Linked DNA regions of Gossypium hirsutum: region 2 is linked to region 1. A link is a contact called in public Hi-C data. All regions are on one chromosome and are shown on one strand. Each heading gives the region's core, a stretch centred on a gene start, on an enhancer-like site or on the middle of the called end of the contact. The rest is flanking DNA. Distances are from core to core; before and after follow the strand shown. Region 1 has its middle 6.4 kb from the start of LOC107962863. Region 2 has its middle 50 kb from the start of LOC121231586.

Region 1 (2,700 bases), core at 64-2,563:
CTAGGATCAGTGAGTCTACTTCTATCACTAATCAAACAAACCCATTCTAATCTAAAATGTACTCTCATTTTGTTAACCATATATGTTCTCTCTTGCTTGCAAAAAGAAAGAGAAGCATTTGAATTGATTGTGGAAAGTGGAAAGCTTGTTTACAAGCAATCTGGAATAGTGGTTAACACTCAAGTTTCCTCTCCGCCCCGGTGAGGCTACAATAGCTGCTGGAAGATTGGCGGCTTCTCAAGGTGTTCTTGAGGTACATAATATATTGGCTTTGACTAAAATTCACAGTATTTCACAACATGAATAGTGCTAAAACCTCATTTTTCTTCTGCAGAAATGTGCTATAGATGATGACTACACCTCATACAAAGTTGGGAATGATGTTGATGAGCCCTCAAATGATGCATGCATTACAACATTATTAAGTCTAAAAAGTATGAATGCAAGCAATGTGGAAGCACCAGAACAAGTGAACCTATCTCCAAGAGCCACGCATGGTCAATTTGGAAACTCTGGTCCAATACCTTCCCAAGGCCAAGCCCCATGGGACTCCCTAGCCCAAGGGTGGTAATTGTGGGTATGCTGATAATCAAAGGGAGAAAAATAACAATTTGGGCCCACACCAAATGATAAATAATCGTGGTTGAGCGCTTTTTAAGTGAAGGGGTCGGTCTAACTCTCACCAAACAATCTTTGTTTTAGGCGCATAACCCTAAACTTATAGGCATGTATATCATAACTTTAAAATTAAAAAGTAAAAACTTATTTTTTTAAAAAATAAACTAATCTATTCTTTTTGACCACTTGTATGTTTAACGGCCACCAATTGTTTATATATATATATATTATTGTTATACTCCAGCACCCCGGCACTTCCAAAACACCATGATAATTCTAAGATGTTATATATTAACTGTTAATACAATCATCTTTTGATTTGAAGGGGAATCAACAACTTATAATTTTACAATAAATTAATTTTTAATTTTATAATTTAAAGATAAACATTTATTTAAAAATACTTTATCCTTCCATCTATTATTCAATTATTATAAAAATTTTAATCTAATTTTTTTCTTACATCTCTATTATATGCATACATGATTTAGGTCCATAAGGACTTATAATGATTAAATAATTAAATATTATGAATAATTTAGTGGGACTTTCTATGCTTCATCATGGATCCATTCTAAACCATAAAATTAAAGAGATCTATGAAAAAATAAAAAGAAGAGATAATAGGAGCCCACAACAATAATGGCCGAAACTAAAGAGACGGCAGTTGTAATCTCTTTTTTACTGGGCTAATTTTTCAATATATACTGAAAAATGTAAAAGAGAAATGGGGCAGGCTTAAAATTATTGCCCCCCAATCCCAAATCCCAAAGACATCAAATTATGATTACGTTATCTGCAGAAGAGTCAGAGGAAAACTACACTTAAGACCCCGACACAGATTCATATAATGACGTCAACCTCTTATGCAATTCCCCGTTTTCCCCTTAATTTAGTTAAAAACACAATCATAGATTTATATATAACAGCCTTTCTTCAGTGAAAACTAAATCTAATTAGAAATATTTAAATTCCATATTTTTATTTTAAAATTTTAATGAGAATTAGATGACTAAGGCTTTTATTGATATCAGTTTCTTATTTTTTAAAAATTTTTGATATTCTTGAATCCAGCAATGAATAGAAATTAGAAAAAACAAATATTGGAATTTAGTTCCTTGTGTTTTCATGATTACAACACAAAGCTAGATATTAATATTTTATTTTATTTTATTTTATTTTATTTACATGTATAAATCTTTGACTTATTTAAAAACCGAATTAATTTTTTTGGCAAATGTAAAAATAATTATTTTAATAATCGTAACTTCATTTTTTTTAAATGATATCAAAAAGATTTTAACTCATGATTTCTTTTAACATGTTAATAATTTGAATTATGGGTGTATTTGATAAATTGAAAATTTTTTAAGTAATAAATTTATATTAAAAAATTATTTAGTAAAGTAGTAAATATAAGTATTGAATATAATTATATTGTTTGATAAAAGTAATTTTGATTTTTTAAAGATTATTTGTTTTTATTTTTAATCTTATTGATATAATATTTTATATTATTTTAGATAATTTTGGATAAAAGATAAATATATCAATTTGAATATTTCTTTTTCTATAAAAAAATAATAACTTATTTTAATTGTTTTTATAAATAAAATTAACTTAATATATTCTACATTAAGTGATAATAGCTATTCAACACTTTTTGTTGATAATTATAAATTAAGTAAAAAAATTAAGAGTACCGCTGACCCATTGAGGATTTTGTGCAACAAGTTGTCGAAAATCCTCGAGAATTGGACGAAAAAAACGTTCTTTATCGTGTTTTTTTGTAGCGTTTTTTTGTCAAGCACTAGTGGCATTTTTTTATGCCACTAAATGTGGTTATTTTTGTCACTGAATTCATTGTCGTTTTTTCGCCCAGTAAAGGTAAAGGTTGAGTCCTGAGACTCATTATGTGCAATTAATGTGGATTACAAATTCCCACCATATGCTAATGTCATGTTTGAGCTTTTGTCCGAGTTAATTGGCTGTCTAGAATTTTCCAATTATTAGTATGTTTGTGCTATAATAATCTGATTCTACTTGTTCAGAGATCTTTGTATTGTACTACAATAGTTCAAT
Region 2 (2,700 bases), core at 15-2,514, 110 kb after region 1:
TTTGAGATTCTTACTTTTCAAGGATTTAGGATGACTTAGGCGGATTTGAAGCAAACTTTATGCTTAAGTTCGCACAGTTTGCTAGACTAAAGTTCTAGCCCCATGACAAATGCCCATGGTTTAGCAAAACAATGTAAATATTGACTCTATTACATTCAATGTAAGTGAAAATTTTACATAAAAATATATTTATAATTTTTTTTATTGAGAACAAAATACCCTCATAAGTAATAGTTCTTACTTTGTAAAAGGAATGAGTTTTTAGTCATTTCCCAAATGAGTTGACATCCTATTCACTCGTGATACCAACTTAATTAAAAAACAACTTAAATGTAATACTAGATTAAGGCAGACTCGCAATATGGATAAAAAAATTATGTAATAAATATAATTACTAAAAATTTATATAAAAGCCAATTGATATTTTAGTTACAATGGTAAAGTTAAATGTTTATTATGCATGGTGTTTTGGGTTCAAATTTCATTATGATTAAATTTTTATTGATTTATTATATAAATAAAAAGACAAAACACCTTCATAAAAAATATAACTTAATTTGTATATGAGAAGGTAATTTCATAATTTCATAATTGAATTAGTGTTTGATTGACCCTTAACTCTCAATAAGCTATTTAATATAATATAGATATAACAGACAAATTATAAATACTAGATTTCGTCACAACACGATGTAAGCGAAAGAAAATATTTTATGTTAAAAATATTTATTTTTAAAATTTATTTAATAATGAGTATGAATAGAGTGGTAGTAAACTTGTATTTTAATACTATTATGAATAGAGTGGTAGTAAACTTGTATTTTAATACTATTGAACACGTGTTTAACACTTTGATTTTAAAGTTTTTATTCTTTTATTTAAAGATGATAAAAAAATATAAAAGATCGAAGTGTCATTATAAAAATATTAATTACAATTAAAAAAGGAGATATTTTTATAATTTTATAAATGAGTTGGTACCCTAATTAAGGATACGCGGTTTCAACAAAGGACATAAAGTACAAGTATTTGATTAAATGTAATTTTATAATAATAAATTATATGGGATTGGGCAGGCAAACATCATTTTTACCGACCACCATCAACGGTGGAGCTCTTTTCGCGGGAATACCCAACTTGTGATGGTGGGAGTGGGACCAAGTTTTTTCTTAATCACCAGGCTGATAATCCACGTAGCCCACTTTGATTTGCTCCATGTTGATGGACCCAAAATGGTTGGTGGGCTCCGCATAGTAAGGCCCACCAATCTCCATGCCTGAAGGAAAGTGCAAAAGAGCTTCTACGTGTCACGAAAGTGATCGATGATGATAAAGACTGTAATTTAGTTCCAATGATTACATCATGACTGGGGCCCACTCCCAATGAGTGTTCTTTCCACGTCAGTCCTCTTTTCTCGGTTGGCCTTTGCCTTGGGTTGCTTTTGTCGTGGGATTAATTTTTATTTTAATCTAATAATAGTTGGTATAAAAATTTAAAAATTTAATTAATTTATTGGTGATTTTAAATGTGTAAATAGTTGGACTGTTAATTTTCAGGTCAGTTCAAATACAAGCTTTAACCATATTTAAGTATACATATTAAATGTTGACAAATAAAAGTAGAGAGGGTTCCCTTTAAAAAATAATAATAATAATAACTTGTCAGTTTTCAGAAAAATAGAGGGCTGAAAATCACAATATTAAAAAGTTAATTTTTTTATATTTAATGAAAATAAGACAATCATTTGATGTATTAATTAGGTATTTCTATATTAAAATTGTTAATTTAATTGTTAAATCACACATTAAATATTAAATATTATGTGATATATTTTAAAATTAAGAAAAATTTAATATTGTAAAAATAGATGTTTTAAAAATATTAGTTTTGAGGATTTCAAAGCTTTTATAAAAGTTTTATCGTTTATTTTTTCTTTATTTTTTTCAATTTTACATTATTTTTAGTTTTTACTTTTAAAATTAATGTATGTGACAATGTTCTATTTTTCTTTAAAATTTTCATTTTAAATTTAGCTACACAATATTTAATGGTTAAGTTAACAGATTTATTAACGAAAGGACTTGATTAATATAACATCGATAGTTTAGGAACATAATTAGAATATTTTGAAGTATAGAGACCAATTTAAAATGAGGATCATAGTTTGGGGATGTCTAGTGCAAGTAACTCTATTTATAATATACTAGATTATGGCATATCATATGAAAAAAAAATAGGCATAATGACTTATTAGACCTTCAAACTTTACAAAAAAAATTATTTTAGCTCTCTATTTAATTTTTCGTCTTTTTAGCCTTTAAACCTGTATTGTTTGTCAAATCACCCCGAAATGAATAAAAAATTTAATATTTTTTTCTTTGCTGACATGACATATATGTGGATGCTACATCAGCAATTAATTAATTCTTTAAAAGTTTAAAAATTCAAAAAATTATTTTAAAAATAAATTTTATTAAATTTATTTAAAAAGGTATAAAAATTATAAAAATATCATTTAATTTTTAAAATATAATAATTTGTTAAATTGCCATGTGTATGCCATGTCAACAAAATTAACTAACATTAACTTTTTTATCTATTTTGGGTGATTTAACAAATAATTCAAGTTCAAAGGCTAATAGGGCAGAAAGATCAAATGGAGGGCTAAAATAAGTTTGCTTGTAAAGTTGGAGGCCAAAA

What was found. A called contact is a pair of places that touch in the nucleus more often than the background predicts.
Region 2: a Hi-C map of leaf shows a contact between it and region 1, with 1.6 times the contacts expected there. The contact joins two enhancer-like sites. A contact is called at or near these places in 5 of 34 Hi-C or Micro-C datasets (callus, cotyledon, hypocotyl and 1 more).

What each region holds. Positions count from the first base shown.
Region 1 is chrA06:29,349,643-29,352,342 of Gossypium_hirsutum_v2.1, forward strand. No RefSeq gene overlaps it. Among protein-coding and RNA genes, the nearest start is that of LOC107962863, 6.4 kb to the left of the region's middle. Within about 2 kb of position 1,314, at least 3 of the 9 cell types and tissues checked have an H3K27ac peak or open chromatin away from gene starts, as enhancers often do. A contact at or near this core is called in hypocotyl and leaf, where this site is marked.
Region 2 is chrA06:29,460,922-29,463,621 of Gossypium_hirsutum_v2.1, forward strand. No RefSeq gene overlaps it. Among protein-coding and RNA genes, the nearest start is that of LOC121231586, 50 kb to the left of the region's middle. Within about 2 kb of position 1,265, at least 3 of the 9 cell types and tissues checked have an H3K27ac peak or open chromatin away from gene starts, as enhancers often do. A contact at or near this core is called in hypocotyl and leaf, where this site is marked.